Linked DNA regions of Canis lupus: region 2 is linked to region 1. A link is a contact called in public Hi-C data. All regions are on one chromosome and are shown on one strand. The core of a region is the stretch at or near the end of the contact, and the rest is flanking DNA. Distances in the headings are between cores, read along the strand shown.

Region 1 (5,484 bases), core at 1,714-4,213:
CTAAACGATTAACTGAAAATCAATCAGTTGGTTAATTTCTAACATAGCCCAATGTATCTTGTCCTCTTTCTCTCTCTCTCTTCCTCCATTTCTTTCTACCTCCATCACACAAAACACAGAGACACACTCCAGGTATACTTTGTATGTCCTGTCCTCAAGATGGCAATAGAAGACTTTGGTGAATGTATGAAAGACAAGAGATCTACAGTCTTAGCCATCTTTCATAACTTTCTAGTCCCCTCCACCAGATCTTCCCAAAATAATTTACTTCCTTTTTTTAATGAAAAAAATCACAACACACATTTCACTATGTATATCTAAAAGACAGTAACATTTAATAAACATACCACACTACCATTACCACATTAAAAAACACAATAATTTCATAATAGCAAAGATCTGGGTGATGTTCCTCATTTACAATTGTTTCATAATGTCAAATGTTTATTGATTCTTAAAAAAAAAATCCCAATAAATTCCACACATTATGACTAACTAGTTGATATGCCTTAAGTGCTTTTTTTAACGTATAGGTTCCCAACCATCTTTTTCCTCTCCTTGGAATTTATTTATTAATGAAACTCAATAGTTTTCCAGTAGTATTTTCCATGGCTGAATTTCATGGAACAAATCTTTGCAGAGTAGTTTAATATCCACAAGACTCTGAAATTGGGCTGTATGCATGTTTATCTTTACACTTTTATGTCATCAAGTCATTTAAATATAAGATAAATGGCATTAGCTCATTCCCAGATGACTTTTCCCTGTTGTAAATATCCAGTTGAGACATTTTCTCTGCTTCTTAAGGGTGCGCACAACAAAAAGAAGAAACCCAGCCAGCCAGTCCTCCGCCCTGTGGGCCACTTCTTTCCTCCAAACGTCCATTAGAGGGCAACATTTGCTCTAAAATTAGATTTCCCCGACTACGTTTTAAATTGCATCGGATTTGTTTTTCGAATTTTTGACACGTTGAACCTCAATACCTACATTTGACCTCTTCAGTTCTAGCGGAGGTAGTCCCATCCTGTGTCCTCTGTGAACTTGATCTCTGCGGACTTTGCGTCTTTCGGGTCACTTCCATCCTCGACCCCGTTCCCACTTCTGACCATGAGGCGGCGATATTGCATAAAGACAGACCCGAAGAAAGGAGAAATGAAGCCAGAGCGCTAAGGAGAAAAAGGAGTTGCACAGGGAAAGGGGCCATTAATGTCCGAAGGAGAGAGTCGAACCAGACATTTCTAGTTCGTACCCAACTCGCGGCCGGAGGTTGGAGCCGCACAAAGGAGCCATTCAGGAGCGCGGGGGGCTGACCTGGGGGCGACGCGTGCACAATCCCCTCCTGGACTTTGCGGTTGCCCCGCGGGGCGCAGGCGCGGTGGAGCCCGTGTGTGCTCCTGGCTGCAGGACCGGGCGTGCACCCGCTCCCACCGACCGCTCCTGGACACAGGCCCGGACCCAGGCTGACTTACAACGGCGCTGCTCGGAGGTCAGCACCCATTCCACCCCGAGTCCCAAGGGGGCGCAGGGCTCGGCCCTGGGGACGCCACCGTCAGGAGGTGGCGCAGCCGGGGGTTCGAGCCCGGCCAGTGCCAGGGCCCATTTCTCACGTGCACACACTCTGGGACACTCGCACCCTCGCACCCCAAGGAGCCCCCTGACAGCCAGCAGCTCTGTACCCTTGTAACAGGGAGGCCCCCGACCCTTGTGAGCCTCGGATGCAAGTGAGGACCCTCTCCCCCGGAGTCACGTCCAGAAAACGGCCTTAGTTTCCCGTGGCGCGGAGGGAGGGGACCACAGACCTGGGGCCCTCCCAGTCATCAGGAACCTGGACGGCAACGTAAGGAAAACCAGACCGTTTCGCGAGAAGCAAGAAAGGCGTCTCTCCTCCCCCCGCCCCCCTAAACACAAATGGAGTTTCATCTCGGGAAACGGGAGAGGCCTGCCAGAAAGTCCGGGCGAGAGGTGGGGTGCCTGGCTCGTGCACCCGCGCCCCAGTCGGCTGTGCTCCCCACGCCCACCCCCGGGCCCACAGCGCCGCGCCAGCCTCGGTGGGGCTCGGCTGCGGAGGGCTCGATGGGGGCTGCGCGGCGGGCGGGGGCAGCGCGCACCGGCCTCTCCTTTCCATTTCTCTTTAAACCGTCAGCTCCCGCGCCTAAGGCCCGACCCCTCCGCTCCGGGTCTCGGCTGCCGCCTCCCGGGGCGCGGGGTGGCTCGCAGGCCCGCGGGCCCCGCCCCCTCCATCCCCTCCATCCCCTCCATCCCCTCCATCCCCTCCATCCCCTCCATCCCCTCCATCCCCTCCATCCCCTCCATCCCCTCCATCCCCGCCGCTCCCGCGACCCGCGGCCTCCAGCCCCGCCTCCTCCGCCGCGGGGTTCCACCCGCAGCCCCGCGAAATCTGCATAGTGACCGCCCCCCGGGGAGCTCATTGGTGCAGCCTCTGCCCGTCGCGGCCGGTGATTGGTGGGCCGGCCCGGGTCATTTGCATGCCGGCGGCGGCCGGGGTACCCAGCGGCGCGGGCGGCCGGCGCCGAGCAGAAGTTTGCAGAGCGCTTTCTCGCCGGCTGGTCCCGGACTCGCGCGCCGCCGCCGCCGCCGCCGCCTCCTCCTCCTTCTCCTCCTTCTCCACCTCCTCCTCCTCCTCCCCCCGCCGCCGCCCTGTTCGCTCGGGATCCCTTCCCCGCGGAGGACGGACGCTCCGCTGGCGGGAGGCTGCAGTGGACGCGCCGCGGGGCCGAGCGGGCGCGGCGGGGGCCGTTGCGCTGACAGCTGCGCGGGGGCCCCGGCCGCCCCGGCCGCCCCGAGGCTCGCGCACCTTCCCGCGGCCCGCGGGCGCGCCATGTGGCCGCCGAGAGGAAGGAGGGCGCCCCGGAGAGCCTAGAGCCCGTTCCTGCCCGCTGGGGAGGGGAGCATGGAGTCGTGAGCGCCCCTCGCTCGGCGAGGCCGCGGCCGGCGCGCTCCCCATGGCCGGGACGTACAGCTCCACCCTGAAGACGCTGGAGGACTTGACCTTGGACTCCGGGTATGGGGCCGGGGACTCGTGCCGCTCCCTCAGCCTGTCGTCGTCCAAGTCCAACTCGCAGGCGCTCACCTCTTCGGCGCAGCAGCACCGCGGGGCGGCCTGGTGGTGCTACTCCGGCTCCATGAACAGCCGCCACAACAGCTGGGACACGGTGAACACGGTGCTGCCCGAGGACCCCGAGGTGGCCGACCTCTTCTCGCGCTGCCCGCGCCTCCCCGAGCTGGAGGAGTTCCCCTGGACCGAGGGGGACGTGGCCCGGGTGCTGCGCAAAGGCGCGGGCGGCCGGCGGCTGCCGCCCTTCTCCGCCGAGGCTGCGCGGCGCCTGGCCGGGCTGCTCCGCAGGGCGCTCATCCGCGTGGCCCGCGAGGCGCAGCGCCTGAGCGTGCTGCACGCCAAGTGCACCCGCTTCGAGGTGCAGAGCGCCGTGCGCCTGGTGCACAGCTGGGCGCTGGCCGAGAGCTGCGCGCTGGCGGCCGTCAAGGCGCTGTCCCTGTACAGCATGAGCGCGGGCGACGGGCTGCGCCGCGGCAAGTCCGCGCGCTGCGGCCTCACCTTCTCCGTGGGCCGCTTCTTCCGTTGGATGGTGGACACCCGCATCTCCGTGCGCATCCACGAGTACGCGGCCATCTCGCTCACCGCCTGCATGGAGAACCTGGTGGAGGAGATCCGGGCCCGGGTGCTGGCCAGCCAGAGCCCCGACGGGGGAGGCGGAGGCGGAGGGGGAGGGGGAGGGCCCGGGGAGGTGTCCGCCGAGGCCCTGGAGATGGTCATCAACAACGACGCCGAGCTCTGGGGCGTCCTGCAGCCCTACGAACATCTCATCTGCGGCAAGAACGCCAACGGTAAGCGTGCGGGCCTCGGCGGTGGACGGTGGACGGACGGGAGAGGGACATCCCCCTCCCTGGGCTGCCCCACCGGGCGCATTTCCTAGGGCGAACGACGCTGGGGGGTGTGCCAGGACCTGGGAGAGAGAAGACGTTTGTTCTCAGGGTGGAGTCCATGACATGGTTCTGGCCCGAGATAGTTCTTCTGGCGACTGGCTTTTGGAGGATAAAGCTGACAATCCTGTTCCTCGTGGCGTTGTCACTGCCTGGGTGCTCTTCCCTGATTGAGGCTCTTGACCAAGCCATTCCTGAACCCCCTCCTGCCTTGCTCTTTGCCTTGCTGGACTGCGTGTCTCGCGTGGTCTTTCCCCAACAGCGGAGCAGATCGACTGTGGCTCTGACCCTAGATCTCTCCAGCCCAATAGCAGCAGCCAGAGGGTCCACCCAAGCAGTAGGATGGGAAGAAGGGGGCAGGAAAGCCAGGATCAGGTGCAGCTGCCTTGGGCTTTGCTGGGTTGAAGGATGTACACTTCAGGCCTTCTCCTGGAAGGCGGAGAAGTTCTGGTGGGTTCTTAACTGCCTGTGCTCAGGCCAGTGGAAGCTGGTGACTCCTGAATCCCCTTTCCAGAAAGAGAACCACATACGGACTCCCAGGGGCCTGAACTTCTTAAGCTGTCACCAGTCAAGTGAGCAATTGATTAAAGCCCCATGTGTTGTATTAAATGCACAATCTTATGGGCTTTCCTGAAAGAAAAGATGACCCAGTAAACTGGCGAGTGGGGAAGAGGTGTGGGGGATAGGAAACTGCATGATGTGCATTCTGAGAAGGGAACCACACTGAGTACTTAGTTGCATTTCTCTGAAGGAGGACAGGGCTTCAGTGCAAAGGGTGGAAGGGAAGCACTTGACCTTCTCCCTGGTAAGGTTAGGGTGTGACATACGTTTAACAGCAAACTGCCTACCAGACTCCAATTTCAGAAGTCAGCAAACCATAAATTATTTAGAATGGTACTATGGCGAGGCATCCTTGCAATCTGATTGGAAGGCCATTTTGGGAACAGCCTTCAGTGGCAAGCAAGTAGTCCGCGGACGAGGCCAGGTGGGTACTGAAAAGGGAGTCAAATGTAAATGTGGTTTGACATCAAGTAGCTAAAATTTTAAATGAGCACTTAACAGTATGTCAGTTGCTGTTCTTAGCATTTCATGTGTTAACCCAGGAAATCCCAGCAACCCAATAAGGTAGGTACCCTATAGTCTTATTCTCATTATACTGCTGGGGAAACCAAGGTACACGCCAGTTAAGCAATTTACCCAAAATTACACAGATATTAAGTGACAAAGCTGGAATTTGAGGCGAGGTAGGCTCCAGAGTTCAAGCTTTTAGCCATCAGAGGGGGAGGAAAACAGCTTCGTTTTTATCAGCACAGTTTCCAGGGACAGCAGCTGACATCTCAGGCCTCATTTTGAAGATAATCTGTATGTAGCAGCATGGCTTTTGCTTAGCCCTTCCTTGGTTTTGGTTTTAATTCTGGCACCACCAGAGGAGATGCCTGGCGTGGAAGAGCGTTTGCCTTTTAATTTTCCTCCTCTTAGATCAGAGTTGAGGTCAGCCCGGAGTCTGTGTTGATGATGTCACAG
Region 2 (5,116 bases), core at 166-2,665, 66 kb after region 1:
CTTACAACAACCTCTCCTCTTTGCTTTATCTGTATCACAATCAGGGCATCTTCCATTGTCTTCATTATATTCTCTTTAGTTCTATGCATGTCTCAGGAAAAGCAGGATGTAGGGTAAGACACCCAGGGATTTTGAGTTCACCAGCTCTTCGCTTAGCATTCTGCTGCTACCACTACTGGGTCATCCTTGGGCAGGTTACGGTTACTTAACTTCTTTGTAAAACAGGGTGGTTGTAGGGATTAGAAGTGACGACATGTAAAGCAGCCCCCTTAGTATCTGGCTGAATGGGAGGTGCTTAAATTGTCTATTAGTCTGGAGGGCTTAGCCTAGTCTACTCTGTAAGGGTTGAAGGACCATCTTTATCTGTAGGCAGATCCCACTAGACATGCATATTAGGTTGGTAATAGGGGATCTGAGGTCGAAGGCTTGGGACAGCTATGGTGCCTCCCAGACCCGGGCTGTGAAAACAATCACTGCCAACAGATTGTAGAGCTGTGCCTTCCTAAAACGAAAATGGGAAGAAGAGAGGAACCCCGGGGCAGCTGTTGGGGCTAGGAAGGGGCTGGGTGACGGAAGGCTTCCGCAGAGGGCACTCCACGCAGGCACAGCAAGAACTGTGTGAGGCTCTCCTCTCTGACCTATATGCTGGAGCCCAACCAGCCCAGCAGGCAAGAGCTGGAGACACAGCCTGGGAACTTAGCCCGGTCTAACTCACCATCTTAGCTCCAGACTTACCTTCCTTTGCCATGATGTCTAGGATAGTGATCAAGCCTGCATGTACCAGGGTCCTGCCCCAGCTTAATCCTTTCTGCTTGTGTAACCTGGGGCAAGCTTCTGACCATTTCTCAACTCAGTGTTCTCATCTGTACAATGGGGATAATAGTACCTGCTGTCTAGGATCCTTGAGAAGATCAAATGGGTTTATTTATAAAAAGCATTTAGAATAGTGACTGGGTTATAGAAGGCATTTTCTCTATGAATGCTTGCTAGTGCCTTCTGGGGTTTGCATCCCCACACCTCAGGCCTTTTCTTCTTGACATCTTATTTCTCCTTGAGAGCAAAATCCCCCTCTGATCCGTTTAGCCCCACAATAGGTAGCCCAAAGTAAGGACTCCTGAATGTTTGTTGGATGGATAGGTGGGGGAAGCTCAGGCTATGATACGAGGTGCACCTGGGTTCAAATCCTCACTCTGCCTCCATCTCTGGATCTTTGACTGCTCTGGCCTCATTGCCTTATCTATAAAATGGGGTCAGTAGTAGACTGGTTACAGGGCTCAGGCAGTGAAGACGAAATTGTAGAACACGTGCACAGCACATGGCAGTGTGAGTTTTCAGGAAACGATGATGCCCATGCTGAGGAGTGAAACCGTGCCTCATTCGCCCTCACTCTACTGCATCAAGTAGGTGGCTTGTGCATTTTTTGAGGTTTCATTTTTGAAGTAAGAGGATGATTTCCACTTTCTGTTTCATTTCCCCCCGTGACTGTCAGAACACTAGGAGGAAAGCAGGACCTCTGTGCACACATGCATCCTTTCCTGTAGAGCTGCATTTCTGCGTCTTTCACAAGGCATTCTCAAGCATTAGGCCACCCAAAAGGTTCATGGCAGCCTTTGGAGTCCACTGCATGTCCTCAGTGGCCACGATGATTGGGCATCTCCCCAGCCTGTTTGTGGTAGTAGCCTGACTTGGAGCATATCTCCTAAATGTTGCCAAGTTGGAATGGAGTCTCCAACTTGGAAAGGCCAAACACAGAGCTTTGTGTGTGCACTGATTTCATGCTCACAAATGCACCTGTGCAGCATCTACTCCCACCAGAGTGTTAGACATATGGAAGACCTGGCAGGCAGGAAAGCTGTGTTACCAACAAGGCTCAGACCCTACAAGGCACTGTGGGAAGCCAGAGGGAGACCGTGTTTCTGTGTTTCTGTCCACTGTGTGCTCACAGGAGCTGGTGACACTCAGCCATTCCCTCATTGTGGAAGCCAGCACATTGGACAGCCTTAGTTTCCTTCTCTGGGGGTGTGGGGTGGTGATTATGAAGTAGAGGACTCCAGTATCACCTAATCCCCAAAGTGAATCTCAGATCACTGATCATGTCCTTACCCATAGGAAAAGTTTCCATGACCAAATATGTTTGGAAAATGTGTTACACTGTCTTTCCTTCTTGGCATTTTATAATACGCGTCTGTGCATTCAAGGCTCTTGAGAAGTTCTGCAATCCGGGAACAAACTTAACATTGTTTAATCAGTAGTGCCCAAATGTAATTCACCGTGAACCCTTTTCTTTTTTTCTTTTTTTTCATGTAACATCTATTAGCTTTGCTAGGGGCTAGGCAAAGAAACACTGAAGAAATCTAACTATCTTAAAAGAGTTTATAACAAGTGATATGTAAACATTAAGAAGAGATAATCCATAATTTTTTAATAAGACATTTAGAAAATGGCAGGATTTTAATTCAAGTATTTTTAAGTACTTGGCCAAAAAATAAATATATATATATTGGGTAATTTTTTTGTGGCCAGTCACTTTTTGGTTTGATTGTAAAATATGCAATGTCTCACCAGCCTACTGTCATGTGACCCACCTGAAGATGCCTCCACTGGGGGCAAGACTTGCACTCGAGGAGTAAAGGTAAAACTTGAAATTTCAAATATGTTCTTCCTGAGACCCTGGATTAACTGGGGTTGTGCATTCAAGTAGTGCCCTTTGAGCCTTTAAACTCACATTCTCAGCCAATTGGGCATCTCCTGGGCCAGCCCCTGATCTAGTTGTTAACAGCTAGCTTGCGTAGTATTAGCTCAAAGCATTATGAAAGATCGACAATGATAGATTTATCCCGAAAAATATTTTTCATATATTTTGTGTCTCTGGGGATAGCACTAATCCACAAAACTGCCTTGCAATGGAATTGCCTTGACAAGAATCACTTGAAAATGTGAGCGTCCTCCTGATGCTGCACCGTGGAAATCGGGATGAGTTACCAGACCCCCACCAGCCTCATTGCTCACTTCCTTAGACTGTCCTCATAAGGAAGGGAGACGTGGATCTGCAGGTCACCGTTCTCCTGGATTGGAGAGTTCATTAGGTCACTTCTGAAACCTCTGTGCCAGCTAAGCAAGAAACAATGAGTCCCCTGCAAGCTTTTATTTATTATTACAGCCCTCCAACTGTACATCCCACTCACCCCTTTGCTCCTGTGGCTGGTCAAGCTAATTTGATTTGACATCCTGGCATTTGAGATTTGTCAAGTATTGTAACCCTAAGCGGTACTAATATTGAAAACCATACTCGAAATTTATATAATCCAGATGTGCATGCCAATAGAGCAGATGAAATGGCAGGCTTGGGCCAGGGTGTGTGTGTGTGTGTGTGTGTGTGCGCGCGTGTGTGTACACGTGTGTTAACAATCCTGTTGCCCTATATTTTTTCCACAGGGTATATATAGCCAAGAAGGATTTTATGTATTAATATTTTCCCTTAAGAATAGTAACTGGATTATGACATATAGCTTTAAGTAAGTATCAGCATTGGTTTTATTTGCAGCCAAGAATAACTGATTAAGTTTGGGGGAGCAGGAAGGTCTATTCTAAATGCTTTTTAAAACTTCTAAATTGGTCAGGACCCTTCAGCAGTGCGGTCTGGGGAATTATTAGTCACACCGAGTCGGGATTTTTGACAGGTCTCTCTTTAATGTCAAATTTCTTTTTCCTACTTGGACATGTCATTCTTCCCGTTGGAGGGCCTTTGGTGTGATCCTGAAGACTTTGACTCCTGAGCTGGTATTTCTGAGCCCTCCCACGTTGGTAAATGCCCAGAGGCCGTTTCTCTTTTCTGTAAGCTCAACAAGTGGCTGAGTTGAACTCGCAGAGATCTCTCTGTCCCAGTGCGTGACAGCGACCTTGCTTGGAGTGCTTGGGTGTCTCCTGTCTCCGCCGGCCAGCGGTGCCCCCCGTGACGCCTCTAGCAGGATGGTCCCTCCTCTGGCCGTCGCTCCGCTCACCTGTGAAGACGACCACGGCCGACCCGATAGAGCAGTGCGTGCGGCTCGGTGGTGGTGTTCTCGACATGAAAGGGCGGCGGGATGTATGATTATTCCTTCGCCCGCTGTCATAATTAACTATCCTCAACTTGACCCAGCAGGCCGGGGAAAACTGGCCGTACCAGCTCAGTAGCAGCAGCTGAGAGATGATACAGAAAGGAGACCCAGAGCTGACGCCCACGGATGGGGGGGCCGTGTGGCCTTGGAGCTGCACCGGGCCCAGGGTCCTCCCAGGCTATTGCGAGATGGGAAGTGAAAGGTCCCGGTGCTGTGCCAGCCCCTCCCAGGGCAGAATGGGAGGAAAATGACGCCTGATGTTCAGGGGAGGCTCGTGGCAAGTCGTCGCCCCCCTGTGTCCCCTCCACGGGGTGGCTCTGGAGAACGTCTAGCACGCCGGTTCCGAGGCGGGCAGGACGGAACCCTCCTCGCGGGGGCAGGTGGGGCGTCCACCAGCTGTCCTGGGGACGTGCTGTACGGCCCTAACTCCAAGAGGCCGAGGGGGACCCTGCCCGTACCTCTGACTCCCCCCCGCAGAGCGGTGCCCGGGGCCCCGGCCCTGTCCCCACGCGGGACCGGAGGAGGGAATGCCGGCGTGCATCCAAGCTAAGTAGATGCCGAATGATGGGCTCTCATTTCCCTGTCGGGGTCTGGATCGGGGTCGGAGGGGAGGGCGTCCGTGTGTATGCGGCCCCGTGGTTGGTGTAGTTGGCAGGTGCTCCAGGCCCGGGGAGTAGAGTGAGAGATCCAGAGCGCAGGCGCCTGTCACCACCCGGGCAGGTGATGCCCCCGGGCTGGTCAAGGCCGCTGGTCTGGTTCTCCCCACCGCCCGCCGTCACCCCCCCCCCCCCCCCCCCCCCACCTAGTCGGGAATGACCGGCAGCCTCCGCTGAGGCCGAGAGCAGGCTGGAAGTGGGAGGGCAGGAGAGGTTTCCAGGGCCCGGACGCATCGTGGGGTTGCAAGGCACCTCTACTCAGCGTTTGTGCCAGGCTGAGCCAGGGCGGGCTGACCCCGTGTCTGCTAGGATCCCAGGACTGGCGTGCAGTTCTGCAAATCCACGGGTCTGACCCTTTATCTC

The links. Hi-C and Micro-C count contacts between places; a contact is called where the count stands out from the background.
Region 2: a Hi-C map of blood shows a contact between it and region 1, with 2.2 times the contacts expected there. The contact joins the enhancer-like site here to the promoter of ABTB2 in region 1. A contact is called at or near these places in 2 of 9 Hi-C or Micro-C datasets (both in blood).

The regions. Positions count from the first base shown.
Region 1 is chr18:33,879,661-33,885,144 of UU_Cfam_GSD_1.0, forward strand. It overlaps ABTB2 (ankyrin repeat and BTB/POZ domain-containing protein 2), which reads left to right and starts at 2,964. Exons shown (of 17, transcript XM_038563048.1): 1 at 2,964-3,864. The coding sequence starts at 2,964.
Region 2 is chr18:33,947,151-33,952,266 of UU_Cfam_GSD_1.0, forward strand. All of the region lies in intron 1 of ABTB2 (ankyrin repeat and BTB/POZ domain-containing protein 2), which reads left to right. LOC111090946 (a long non-coding RNA gene) reads left to right here. Exons shown (of 3, transcript XR_005373390.1): 2 at 2,566-2,632; 3 at 2,879-4,820. Among named protein-coding and RNA genes, the nearest start is that of ABTB2, 67 kb to the left of the region's middle. Within about 2 kb of position 1,416, at least 3 of the 20 cell types and tissues checked have an H3K27ac peak or open chromatin away from gene starts, as enhancers often do. A contact at or near this core is called in blood, where this site is marked.